2 separate regions of the Sus scrofa genome follow, and region 2 is linked to region 1. Evidence: chromatin contacts called from public Hi-C data. All regions are on one chromosome and are shown on one strand. The core of a region is the stretch at or near the end of the contact, and the rest is flanking DNA. Distances in the headings are between cores, read along the strand shown.

Evidence for each region. A called contact is a pair of places that touch in the nucleus more often than the background predicts.
Region 2: a Hi-C map of fetal skeletal muscle shows a contact between it and region 1, with 2.5 times the contacts expected there. The contact joins the enhancer-like site here to the promoter of LOC106508546 in region 1. A contact is called at or near these places in 4 of 47 Hi-C or Micro-C datasets (brain, embryonic fibroblasts, fetal skeletal muscle and 1 more) and 1 of 2 datasets of contacts at active chromatin or transcription factors (skeletal muscle).

Annotation. Positions count from the first base shown.
Region 1 is chr13:180,854,897-180,862,295 of Sscrofa11.1, reverse strand. LOC106508546 reads right to left here and starts at 4,120. Exons shown (of 6, transcript XM_021071419.1): 1 at 4,077-4,120; 2 at 3,570-3,852. The coding sequence starts at 4,103.
Region 2 is chr13:181,293,959-181,301,357 of Sscrofa11.1, reverse strand. It overlaps a transcript of LOC106508546 not described here. Among named protein-coding and RNA genes, the nearest start is that of MIR99A, 4.8 kb to the left of the region's middle. Within about 2 kb of position 2,772, at least 41 of the 83 cell types and tissues checked have an H3K27ac peak or open chromatin away from gene starts, as enhancers often do. A contact at or near this core is called in fetal skeletal muscle and skeletal muscle, where this site is marked.

The DNA.
Region 1 (7,399 bases), core at 2,871-5,370:
TATATCCTTATAGGGTAGTGGAAAAAAATACACCTCAGTAAGTTCAGTCTCTTGTTTTTGACCATAAAATAGGAATTCTATGTACACAGTATTGGATCACGTAAGTGAATATAATTTATGTTAGGGCTGTAAATTGTATAATCCTATCTGATTGGTTTTAAAATCACAGATTATTTGATGGAATGGAAAGCATATTGAACCAGTCTTTCTGAATTTAGCTGTCTCAGGAAATAGATAGAGCATACTCTTGGGTAAGATATTTTTCCCTCTCTAAGACTTTGACAAAACATGGACTATAGACTAGCGGATTTTCTAGTACTAAAATTTCCATTTTCCTAGTTATAAAAAGCAAAGATGCATATATTTTCTATTTCATTCCTTTCTAATAATATGTACTGGGCAAACAGTTTGAAATACAACTTTTAAAATCTAAACACAACTTGCAAACATAGTAACAAGAATGTCATTGTTTGCAAAGAAATAATTTCCACTTAGCAGTAAGTACAGTAGCCAAAAGTGTAAACTTAAATAGATATATGGCATAAAATGAACCATATTTGGGCACAATGTTATCATATTATATTAAAACACATAGAAATATACCCTTAAAAGATGGCTATACTATTTTATAGATTAAAAATACATATCACAATTATAACACTAAGACACAGGATTCCATATCTCCTGATTTATTAGGCTTAATAGAGCATTTTAACATTCAGCACTAATTGCTTACCTCTTCTAAGTAATTAATTCTTTCATATTTTTAACAGTGAATCTTGAACTATTTGCTTATCCTGGCTGCTTTACAACAATTTCATTATTTTTAAGTTTTAAAACATCCCGCTAAGTTGGCTTAATTCCACGCTTAATAAATAAAAAGATATACATTTCCCTACACCTGGTTATTTAAGAAAAATAATGCAACAACCATTTATACTCTGCTTTATAGTGAAGGGCTAGTGAAAGGAAAGATATAAGACTGATAAGGCAAAACTGACATCAACTGGTCCACACTGGTAATAGCTGACAACAACCATAGTAACCCCCGGAATTTGCACACCCTCCCTCTGCAATTTACAAGGTACTTTTATCTCATGAATTAGGACATTGTTGTAAAACTTTGGAGCATAATATTATTCTTAGAACTAGAGGTGGAGGGTGAATTCAACATGGTCTCTGTCCCCAAGGGGCTTTCAATCTAGTGGCAAAGATATGCACACATATGGCCCTACAGCAGTGTTGACTGCCACTCATGCCATAATGGGAGCACAAAGAAAATGATGGAAAAGTAAGATGTCCTGGCCACGATGATTTAAAAAGATTTCACAGAAGAGCGAACACTTAACCTGGTCCTTGAAGCAAAGAAGGATTTCAATTGTTTTTTGTTTCTTTTTTTTTTTTTTAAAGGAGGTGGGGGAGGGAAAATGAGAGGAGGATTCCACGTCCCTCTGTGCTGGCAGTGTACTGAATTTTTACAGATGAGAGAAAACAGAGAAATTACGTGATCTGATCAGGGTCAGAAGGAAAGAATCAGAGCCACTCCTTGAACTTTTCACTCCTGGGTCAGATAGTTCCTGCTCTATCACACTGCTTCCTTCCTGAGGAGAGAAGAGGTTTCTCTGCCTTCACAGCCTTCTCCACCCTCCATTTATTCCCCCGTGTCGCCACACCCTTTGCAGGACTTTGCTAGGATATCCAGAGAAAAGCACAGAGGCAGCCATGTCTTCATAAAACACATTACATTTCAGCTTGTGTCTCAAAATCGAGCGGACACATCTAGGTCTATTTGGGGGCGCCCTTTCCTCACCATTCTCCAACATTTCAAAGGAATGGGAGCCGTGCTTTCGCCACATGGCAGGCTCAATAAAACCGCCATCCATCCCTCTAAACCTTCCATTTTTCTCCTTCGGTTTTGTCAAGTGTTCCCAATTCCAAGAAATCGTAACTCAGAATGCGGGGGTGGTTGCAGATTTTTGGCTCAGGAGGTTGTGCAGATGTTATTCCTGAAGGAAGACGATCATGATTGCCTATGTGAGTAATGGCTGTGAGTCGGCTAGGAGCCAAAAGTTCTCTTATAGCAGAATGTATAAACCATTCTCCTACTGAAAGAAGGCCCCCAGTAGGATAATATATTATTACACATGATTCAAATTACAGGATCTGCAGCAGGGGAGCTCATGACTGATTCAGGACAGTCGCTCCCTGAATACTGATGATGGGATGATGGAATGCCTCATGAATTAAAAGGGCCATGGTTTAGTGTCTAAATCCTTCATATGCTTTAAAAAGTGTCTATGCTTATCACTGGACTCTTTAAGCTTCTTAAATGAATCATGCACTGTTATGAAACCCTTGTCGATATTTTAAAAATTCCATGTCTTTGAATAATTATATTCAAAATATTCCTTATAAAAAGACAATGAAACTACCTTCCCTGCTAGAAAATCGCATCCTTTTAATGCCAATAGGCAATAAAGATATGGTTTAAGAGAAATCGCATTTAAGTGTGACCCAGTTTCCGCTCTTTGGGATTCTCTAAAGCAACCTGAAAATATTCACATACCACAGGTTCCAGCCTTTTTAAGTTATCTGTAGAAGAAATGAGTTTATCTCTGGCAAACTCAATCCAAATGTACAAGACAAAATTGTATTTCCGAAGGTTTTCTGCCTATTAAATGAACTCATTCCTGAACGTTATTTCACTTAGTCTATTTTGGTTATATAACAAAGCAATAAATTTGCTAAAGGTATTACACTGGGAAGGGAAATCAGGCATTTTTCTAGAAACACTATGGCAGATGTTAAATATTACATATTCTGGAAAAAAATTGCTATGATATATTCTGAAACGATATGTAAACTGGTCCCTTCTTTTCAAACTGGGTCTTGCATTCAGTTTTTCTAGTAAATGGATGCAAATCAGGTGCATTGTACTAAAATGGGAAGAGAGAGATTTGTCCAGAAATGACCTCAGTTCTATTCATTAATAAAATGACATGTTGGCAGAGAGCAGTGAAGAATGAAATATAATAAGAGTGAACTTTCCTCTTTGTAACAGATGTACATAAGCACTTTTTGGATAAAACACTGTATGTAAAAATGGCCACTGCAGCATAAAATCTGGAAACATTAAAGGAAACTCTTAGATGCAGATTGCTTAGAAAAACTGCAACTTCCGTGGAAATACACCCTCTTATTTTCTATTACCTTGCCCAATTCTGAATCCCAACTTGCCCAAAGCATGCTATTTCTAAGAGGGGCATGGGGTCAGATAAAATACATGAAGGTTTAATTTTGTCTAAGATTTTTTTAGAAGAAAATAATTTTGCAAAGTCAAAACAAAATAGAATTGTACCCAGAATCACTTTCAGTGACAGCAAACACTAATGGGGGGGGGGAGGTAGACGCTATTAGAGAAAATATAGCCACATTTTTGCATAGCGGTTTAAATTATGCCAGCGGAATAATTAATGGAAGGACCTAAAATGGGGAGGGGGGTAACAGGAAAGGGGGGGAGGCTATGTTAAACAAAGTTCATTACTGCATGATGTAAATGAGTTTCTCACCAGTGATGTCACTGATTGGCTGAGCTGCAGAGCTGGCTTCGAGCATGGCCGGATTGGCTGCTAGCTCTTCTGGTGCCTGCCTGCCTGGGCAGCGGTTGAACCAGATACTTTCTGTCTCTCTTGTTGTCGTTTGAAGCAAATCTTGTTCAGCCCAGCTGTGTCTCCATAGTAGTGGCACCCTAAGAGAGTCTCCCTCCTGCTTCCCACAGCCCGTCTGTGAGGCGGTCGCTGCTGTGAAATACCAGCACTTGGCACCAAGCCCAGACGGCGTTCTCAGATCCATCTATAACACACACATACAAAAAGAAAAATAAAAAAAGCAGTTCTTTCATCTGAATTGCATCCTAAGAAGGATTAAGAAGGCTTCTATTGCCACTGATTTGTGTCCTTTCAATTTGATGGCTAAAATAGTTTCTGAAATACAGTAACCTCTCTTCTGCAGTAGAACACCATTGGTTCAAATTAGGTTTTTTTTTAAATAGGGGGAACCCCCCTTCCCATGTTTACCTTGATTACAGAAAAATAATTCTTCATTTCCTCCCTAAGCACCGTAACTGATATTTTTGGTCCCCTCCCAGAATTTTAAACTCTCACCAGATTTCTAATTATATCCGAGTCATTATTTTCAGGTTAAGACAAGGGATCTTAATTAGCATTCTCTTTTAGCTATGCGAAATGAGACAGGGCATGAAACAGAAACGATCTATGGAGAGGCAGAGAGAGAGAAAGAAAAAAAAAATCTGTGCAGCTTTTACAGTTGAACTGACACCCCCGCCTTCCCCGCTCTCCCTCCACCCCCCCTTGCAAAAAAGAATGCAGTCGTATGAACTTTACCAGACAATGGAGTACCTACAGGCTCTCCCCTAGACAAGTCCTTTATAACCAGCCAGTGCTATGTGCTGCAGACAGTGGCCAATCGGCAGGCTCCTTTCTGCAGCAGGGACACAATAGGTGCATTGGCCACACTGTCCTCCTAGCCCCTGACAGCAGTTCAGGTTCATTTATTGTACACTGGAAGGCACATATGTCTTTAATATTCACTGTGAAATTATCAGTGAGGCTGTCTTTATTTCACCATAATTACATCAACCTAATTACCACGCGCAAGCTGCAGTTGCACTGTTTGCACAGAGTGGCGCATGGGCATGCGAGCTGTAAAAATATGCATGAACATGCTTGCTTATTTCAATAATAAAATCTCCCAATTATTTCTTTCCCGGAGCTTAATGCTTCCTCCAGAACACTCTAGCGGATATAGTCATCACTTCTCCCTTTCAAAAGAAAAAAAGTGTGCATAGCATAAATAATCATGTGTGTGTGTGTGTATACATGTGTATAATTTAAGCACTGTTTTAGCCCTTTATTGGGGTGCGGTATGGGAGTGGAACCTAGTCAGCAAATAAAAGGTTATCGAGGATCTAAGGCATTTCCTCCTTATCACTCGGCATTAACGTAATGAGTGAATCTGCACGCATCACCATAGCCAAGACATTGATGCTGGTTTATTAGGAGTCCAACTGTCAGGAGCATCTGTATATGTCTCATTTATGTATTTCCATGTTACATAACCTCAGCAATTTTGGCAACACTGATTCAGAATGCTTAAAAAATTAAATTTTTGCTTTTCATGTATTAGTCAAACAGAGTTGGATACAGCCTGAAGTAGGAAGTGCCCACTAATATTTTTTTATATTATGCATGTTTCATTTACATATTCATGAACAGAAGAGCTGTTATGACCGCTGATTTTGCAGCAGGGGATGAAAAGGCAGGATTCAGCACACAGAGTGTATCAATTTCTAGGGGGAGACTGGCAACATATGATGACCAGAAAGAAAAGATGCTTGGGGTTTCATTTGGGGTTACCTCATTGTATAATGAAGGATCTGGGTAGACAACTTTTCAAAAATATGTAAGAATAAGGAACCTAGAAAGTAAAACCAGTTTGCATTGTTCATGGTAATTCAGTCACAACGTAAAGAAATAGCATTTTGAAATGAAGATTTCTGGCTCAGGTCTTTGCAGGTAAATAAAATCGCATTTTGCTTCCTGGCTAATTAGAATACTATTAAAATAGGGTGTGCTCATCAGCTCAGTATTTTCTCATTTTATAATTTACATATTTCTTGTTCTAAATCAAAATGCTAAGCTTTAAGCACTGATTATTTCCTAAGATGGAATTTCACCAAATTTTACCTACATTTATTGATATATTTTGATTTTTAGCTCATGACTCTCTAATCAGGAATGAAATTCATCATTACAGTGGGCATATTATGAGAAACAGCAATTCATCTATATCCATTCAGATATATGTATACAGCACATAATGCATCTACACTAGAGAGAATCTCAATAATGCTGTTTTTATCAATTTATACTTTATTGTTCTCTTTTTAATTAATGTTTGCAATATTTGTATCATAAAATGTATTCAAGTCAATTTTGCATTTTATAAGCATTTTTTTAATGCACAGCTTTTCCCTCTACACTTTCCCCAAATCAAGTTTTGGTAGGAGGGATTAGTAGGGCATATTCTTAACTAGACCAGTAAGATTTAACAAGGTTCAGTTATAAAAAACACAAATAAGACAGAGTTTATGCTGTGATGCAGGGGTTAAAGATCCAGTATTTCCCTGTGGCATTTCAGGTCATTTTGAGGTATGGGTTCAATCCTCGCTGGCTCAGTGCAGTAGGTTAAGGATCCAGTATTGCCACAGCTGCAGTGTAGGTCACAGCTGCAGCTCAGATTCTATCCCTGGCCCAAGGAACTTCCATATGCCTCAGGTATGGCCAAAAATAAATAAATAAAAATCAAAAATAACAATAAAAAATAAAAATCACAAATAATATAAGAGAATATTACATCTATAATTCTGAACTGCTATACACATTGAAATCAAAACAGCTGAAATCAAAGCTGTAATTTGGTTAATTACAGACGGTTCTTCTCTAAGTGATTGAAGAAAAACTTAAGAAGCTACTTGCCTCACCTCGTTGACAGTTTTCCTATCAAAGACCAGTCTTTCTCAATCTTTAAGTAAATCATGAAAAGTTTACTGGTAATTAAATTAAGATACGAAGACCACATCTCCATCTCTCTGTTTTTATCTATCTTCCCCTTCTCCCCTCCCTCTCTGTCTCCCTCCCTCTCTCACTCTCTTTCACACACACACACACACACACACACACAGAAATACACAATTATAATCACCACTGTCTTTTTATTGTAAGAATTCACAATTCTTCTACCTCATTATCTCAGTTTTCAATCTGTTACTGTGCAAAAAATGCTTACAAAAATCAAAAAGGTAGTGCTTCATTGATAGTTATCCATTTTGCTTAGTAAAAATCAAAACAGTAGAAACTCATCCTTTAGCTTCTACGAACGCATAGAATGCACTTGGAAATTTACGAAGGATTTTGGAGACTACATTAATTTTATTAACAAGGTGGATGGATGGTCCTTATCTGACCTCCTTAAACAAATAGGGATTTGCAAACAATGAACACTAAAAATAAAAGAGGTCTTCCTCAAGTACTTTAAATTAGGCAAGACTTCCTAACCCGTTCTGTCATAGCTTGAGTTACTAGGTATATTTGAAAACATTGCATTTTTATAATATGTTAGTGTTAGACTTCAGTATTCTTCTCACACCTCAAATACAAAATGCAACTGTGAGATTTAACGTACTACCCAAACAAAGCAATTTTGCCATAAAATCTTACTTGGAATCATTATACTAGAGAATTTAGACCTAAGCTGTACCTTGGAGACTGTATCCATTAATTTTAGACATGATATCTAAAGGAAATTAGTAACTAGCCAG
Region 2 (7,399 bases), core at 1,523-4,022, 440 kb before region 1:
ATCCTGCATTCAAATGTATTAAAATATTTTAACATATATTCATAAATTTCAACATCAAATAAAAAGAAAAATTTGTTTTGGGTTTCATCCTACCTATGAGGGTTTTATATTTTTGTTTCATTCTCTTAAGAAAGCATTAAAAAAAGGCATGACTTCATTACCTCCCCCCAGATTTCATTTCCTTTTATATATGACAAATAAAAAATTACATTTTTTGTCTTTTTCCTAAACTACTTTCTATTCAACCATATTTCACCTATGTTGTATGAATGGATCTATATTCAAAGGGACTCGAACTGTACACCGATCACAAACTCAGACAAAAATTTTTCACAAAGGTAAGTAATATTATAAACCTTCAAACCATCAGTGGCAAATCCAACAGCTAGATCAATAGAGTATGAAACAAATGCTTATAACTAAACACAGTCAATATTATTTTTTCTTAACAAATATTAAATATTATTGCTCTTTTGCTTTTTATTTTTACCTGAGATGACTTGCTCCTATGATCACTTTCTTCACTTCTCATATCCATTTTAAGTTTTTCCCTAAAACAACCACAAAAGGAGAAATATCAGACAACTGCTGTCTAGGAGGAGCATCTGGGTGGACGGTGGGAATGAAGGTAGAAGACCGAGAAGAAAACACAGTATCAAAATGGGCAAAACCTTTTAAAGTATTTTTAAAGGCTTGGAAGACTCGTGGAGCCCCACCCAAGGCTACTCATATGACATATAATGTGGTTTCATAGTTTGCATGTATGCGTTCATTTTGGTTGGTGTTGTTTTCACAGTAATAGTTTTGAAAGTGAAAGGAGGCATGGCTGTTAAAGAAGCGACTAGGTTTTGTACAATGAACTAGTGAAAGCTGAAAAGAGATTTGGATTTGGCATGGAGCTTAATAAGATAATTAAGAGTGTAGAGATTAATGGCTCCTAAAAATAACATTTAAAATAATGTTTTTCAACTAAAGGATCTTGAAACATGAAAACAGGTTTAAAAATGTTAATTAAGCCTGTGAAAGTTGATGTTCCATTAGCTGAGGCAGCATAAAGGAACAAGAGCTATTTTTTAAATAATTGGTGAACAATAAACAATAAACTTAATAAAATGTTTTCCTTGAATGTTATCAGTATATTAGGTATTTGTTATTTCCCACAATTCTTTGTAGAATTAAAAAAAGGTAGAATTTATAAGTTCTACAGTATTTTCTCATTGTTTATATATTTTTATTACAATAAAATATGATTTTAAAAGCAGAACAGTTTGCTTAAAGTTTATTATTTTTATGGAAAATATAGTATCAATTCTTAACATGAAAATTATACTCTATATACGCTATGTACTTAAAAACATTTTCTCTCTTTAACAATTTTAAAACATGTTTTGAAACAGTTTTAATGGAAATTAAAATAGGTGGAATATATCAGCTAATCCTTTCTCATTGAACCAGGAAAAACTGGGTTTTTGTTATAAAATGCTTCAATTGCTTAGCAATTTACTTCTACAAACAGACAAAATAATTAGAATGCAATGCATTTATCTGCTGATCCAATACACTGCTTTAAACTAAAAACAAGTTTGTATGTACTTTTTCTACTAAAATAATAGATATTTCCAACACTCTCAGCAATAGCTCTAAGACAAATTATTCTTTTAAATATATTTTAACAGTCAGTATTATTGTGGAAAAAGCTTTTTTCTACTTAGCAACTGAGAACATGATATTTTCATCTCTATTTGTTACACTGAAATCCTGGTAAGTAATTTAAATATAGCCTCCCCCAAACTAAATTTTATTTATCAGAAGTTTAATATATATTCTAACACGACCTCTTTTTTGAAGTTGAAAAAGTTTCTTCTTTCACATTTTAAATTATGAGTCAACGGCACATGAAAGGTTTAGTTTCTTTACCAACCAGGGCTAAATGCTCACTTTTCTTAGACAGCAAAAACTAATACTGTACACAATAAGCACAGATAATATATTAATGTTTTTCCAAAACTTCTATGTATAACAAAAATAAAAACAGGTACCATCTTTTGCATAGAGATTTTTCTATTTTTACTAAAGTTTCTATTCTAATCAGGATTAGAGCAAGAGAGCAAAAGGAAAAAGTTAATAAGAGTAAAGTGGGTGATGAGTTAAATCAGAGTAAATTGAAAGTTCAAGGATCCCCTTTTACATAACAGTAGGCTTAAAAAGAAACAACAAAAAAAAGTTATACCTGATATGAAAGGTGCGATTTCACCAAGAGCAATATATTGCTTATTATGCCATGTTTTGGAAATAATACAAAATAAAGAAGGCTCATTTGCTTATGTTGCCTTACAAAGCTGCTTTACAAAGCCCGATGTCTCTGTAGTTATACAAGCCAATGTTGGCTTTTTTTTTTTTTTTTTTTTGGTTTGTTTTGGTTTGGATTTTTGTTTGTTTGTTTTTGTTTTTGTTTTTGAGCAGGAGCGTCTCTTTCTCTCTCTCTCTCTTTTTTTCCCAGCACTGTTGCAAGGAGTAGGACAAACTCAGATTTTTTTTTCTTCATGGCTCCTGCTATTTCTTGGAAAAAAGGACCAGGGTGCTTGTCTTCTTTTTCTTGCTTCTCGGTATTCCAGGCACAAAGCACTGCGCAGAAGCTGCACCAATCCTTGCCGTCCCTGGCAGCAGAATGGTAGAAGGTGGGAGAGACCAGGAATCCTTCCAGGCTGTGCTGACTTTAGAAATGAGGATTGCACACGTTTGTCTCCTGAACCAAAAGGGTGAGAAGGCAGGGTGCCAGTTTGCTACACTGCTGCAATGATCTCATGCTCACTGCTGCTGTCGTCCTGTTTGCCCAGTTCAAATGCCTGTTCATTATAAACCAAAAAAAAAAAAAAAAAAAAAAACCTACTTGGATTCTTCAGCAAGCAGAAAGGGTATTAACGTTTTAAAAAATCAGCGGTAAGAAAAGGCAAAAAAACAAAAAAAGCACACACAATTTTAGGATTCACTTGTTATGCCTCAATATTCTGTTTATATGTTCTTTCTTTCTTTCTTTTTTTTTTTTTTCTATTTAGAGATAAGCAGCAGAATTTATCAGGCGTGAAAGGGACAGCCTCCTGGTGGCCTGCCAAAAACCCAGAATAAAGGCGAAGTTGTGCTTCAAAGCTCAGTCGCTTGCTGAGTCTGGCTAAAGTCAAGTATTAAGATCCACCATTTTCTGAGCCATGCTAGAAAAGAAGAAAAAAGTCAGGACGGTTGCTGCTTTCCAAGTCTCCGTTGGCACCATCACAAAATCTCAGTCGTAAGGTCACATGATTCTCTGCCAAATGTAGAGTGCATTCCCATCAACCATTCTGCTGATACTGCGAAGGCAGCTATTGTCTCGTTTAGACCCAAAGTTCAGCCCACTCTTCATTGAATTAGCTGAAAAACGCATCACCTTTGGGGGCTGGGAGTCATGGAAACGTCTACCTGGCAAGCTGCCCACTTTTTCTGCCCATCAACCAGAGATGGAATTGTGCTGCCTAATGCAATGATGACTTGGAATGTGAAGAGTCGTCCAAAGTGAATCTGATTCTTGCAACGCCTGTTTCAGTTTGCACAGAAAACTCTGGCTTCTTGTAGTTAAGGGTGTGTGTGTGCTGGGGGGGAATCCTTCAGACTAAATGTAGCAAATAAAGGTCTGAACATGCCTACTCCGTAACTTTATTTCACAACACAAATGGTTCTCAAAGGAAAAGACTGAAGTCTCTGCAAGTTTTCCCTTCCCCTGCCCCCTTTTCCTTTCTGAGTGAATGCAACAAGCCCAGGACGTTTGTTTTAGTCCCTTGCATTAAGATTGAAAAGCTCTTGAGTTTTGTCTTGCTTTTTATTACTTTCTGATTTTTATCTGGCACCAGTTTTGTACTACACGGCCACAATATCCTCCAGCAGCAGTGGGGATGCATTATTGCTTCAATCTCCGTCAAAGTGGTCCCCTGAGGGATGCCAGTTGTCTCTTCAACCGCGCACACCCCTGCAACTGGGTCCTGGGGTAATCCTCAGCAGTACCTAGCACAGCTGCTGTGCAAGTTTGCTAAGATTTGACTCATGGAAGAAGTGCTCTTTCTGTTCCTTCACCAGCTACAGTTTTCCTGTGTGGCGTGAAAGATCCCGTTGAAAGATACAAGGAATGTATCAACAGCTTCTAGGCAATCAAATGAAAGGGTTCCCTCACCTCAATGGATTTCCATTCTCACAGGCGACAGAAGTTCCCGTGGACAAACATTTCCATACTTTCTAACAAAAGTACAGTGAATGAAATCTTTCACCATTTCCTTAAGCAAAATCTATAGCTCAGTGGGAAAGCAAGTGCTATTAGTATTTAAGCGAAACATACTCAGTAGTACCAAAAAGAATTATGGTTGCCTTTCCTGCATTAAAAAATGCTTCAGTTTTTCTAAGATGGGGAATCTTTATAATTATCTTTGCACAATTTTAAAATTATATTCAGTGCCTTACAAAACTATGGATGAATGTTATCCCTCCTCCATGTACAGACACTCACATATAGACATATATATTGCACAATACCAGACAAAGACTGGAAAAGGTAATCAAACCATTACTTGCCTATAAAAAAATAAACAAAACCAAAAGAATTCAAGGATCTAGCAAATATCTTGGAAACGGTCTCTGGTCTTTTTTGAGTTATGGTCTTTGAGTCACTTTCTTGAGGAAGGATAGGAGTGAGTATGCATACACGCACATGCATGGAAACCATTCTGATGTTTTCCCCATATGTAATTCAGAATACAAACAATTCTAAACCATAAAATAAAAACTTACACATGTGCTGAAATTAAAAATTTGCTTTTTTTTTCTAGATTGCAAAATTGTGGATAAATTTTAGTACTGTCCTAAGCACATGCCTTGGAGTGCCTGGTGGGGGAACAAGCCCAGCCAACACATGTGCCCCATGCTTTAGCACAGCCAGAAGAAAGTAGATAAGTCCTCACAGAAAGAAAATGTTGTGTTCTCGTTCACTTATTCAGCAATTATTTAAGTAGGTGTATGTGGCCAGGCTGTGTGATAGACACAGGGGAACAGCAATGAGTCAAATGGACATGCCCCCAGGTGGGAGTCATTCAGGAAGAACTTTCAAGTAAGAAAAGCTCACTTCTTCACAGAAGTGTTGTGGGTCCTGAAGGAGCATTTATTGCTCATCAAGAAACACAATGATAAGAATAGGAAATTGGAAGAAAAGTAGATATTAAAAAATGGATTACAGATAGAGATGATTTCTGTCATCTTGCGTTTTTTTTTTTTTTTTTTTTTTTTTTGCTGTTTAGGGCTGCACTGGCAGCATATGGAAGTTATCAGGCTAGGGGTCAAATGAGAGCTACAGCTGCTGGCCTATGTCACAGCCACAGCAATGCAGGATCCGAGCTGCATCTGTGACCTACACCACAGTTCACTGTGTGAGACCAGGGATTGAACCCGCATCCTCATGGATATTAGTTGGATTTGTTTTCACTGTGCCACAACAGGAATTCCTGTCTTGCTATTTTAAAGTTTCTCTTTTTAATACAAAATATATTAATCAGTTTGTCATAATTATGTTTGATCCCTAAAAGTACCTCATGTGAAAAGTGTTATGTTGCTCTCCCAATTAAAAAGCAAAAACAAAAGCAGAAGACAGAGGAGATGTTCACTTCCAGAGAGATAGAGTAGGTGTAGTTTTACCCAAATCCTCCTAAGTACAACTCAAATCCCTGAACATTGCATATAATAAAACAAACATAGGGAGACTCTGAAAGATGGAGAGAAGATAATCCAGTTAGGGACCTCGGGACCCAAGGAACAATATGGTGGTAGGGTCCCTGGATTTTAAGTTTGCTTCACAAATTCAAAACTTGAAGCAGAAGAAGCCTGCCCCCCAGAGACAGAAACCAGTGCAGACCAAAAAAATCTCCAAAAAGCCCCAATCAGGAATGCAGCAGGCTAGAAAGACAGAAAGCACTAGGACAATACCACTTTTTTCCAGTCAAACACCCACCCCATACCTGCAAAGTCAGAGCAGGGTACCTAGCACCATGCTTGTTAGGCTAGAGCAAAATATCCCAACCTCCTCTACCCAACCTCAGGGCAGTATAGGAAAGTCAGAGAGGAGGATTGGACCTTTCAGCCTTGTCAGGGGATAACAGGGTCCCTTCCCCTGCCAACATGCAGCATCAGTGGAGACTTTATGGAGTTCTGGACATCCACCCCAACTCAAAAGTAATGAGGTATTCTTCTTCTTCCTGCTAAGATGTCAGACAAGAGAGGGCTAGCAGAGACTCAGGACATTAGAAAATGTCCAGTAGTCACGACACAACGCCGCTATTCCCCCAACCTTTAGGCCGGAAAATGTCATTAAGGGAGTAGTAACAAATCACTCCAGTCCTTCCTCTCTAGGAAGGCATTGGTGAAGGCCTGCAGGGAAACAGGGACTCTGATCCCCTCCCTGCAGTAACAACCTGGACTTCCACCTACACCTGGCAGTGACAAGACTGTGCTGCCCTTTCCCTGCTGGATTAGTGTCAGAGGAAGCTACTTAAAACAGAAAGTTTAAATGAGATCTAGTGTCTCAGAGCATGATACCCAAATGTCAAGGTTTCAGTTGAGAATGGTTTGCTATACAGCAAAGCAGGAAGATCTCAAACTGAATGTAAAAAGACAGAGTGCATGTGAGCACTAAGAAGAGAGAGATGTCGAAACTGCCTCACAAAGTTTTTAAAGCAGCCATCATGAAAATGCTTCAATGAGGAATTAGGAATACGGTTGAAATCAACTTTTAAAAAATTAAAAGTCTTAGCAAGTAAATAGAATATAAAGAATAACCAGATGGAAATTTTAGAACTGGAAAATGTATTTAGCTGAAGTTTAAAAAAAAAAAAAAAGAAAAAAGAGGGACAGAGGAAAGAATCAGTGAATTAGAAGCTAGACAATAGAAATAACCCAATCTGAACCAATCAAAGCAAATATACTTTTAAAAAAATTAGGTAACAGAGACTTAGGCAACTATGGAACTATAAGAAAAGAGAAAATATTTTGCCACTGGAGTCCCAGAAAGAGAGAATAAAGAGGGCAAGGTATAAAACATGGTCAAAGAAATAATGGCTGGAAACTCCCCAAATTTAGCAGAAGGCATACAGACTCAAGAAGCTAAGCAAACCACAAGCAGGAAATACCCAAAGAAATCCACACCAAAACACATCTTAGTCAAACTTCTGAAAACTAAAGACAAAGAAAAAATCTTGAAAGCAGCAAGAGAAAAACAGAACCTTACCTATACAGGAAAAACAATTCTGACAAGTGAGTTTTTCATCAGAAACCACTGTTGCCTGAAGGAAGGGCCACAACATTTATAAGGGTTGAAAGAAAAAGAACTGTTAAC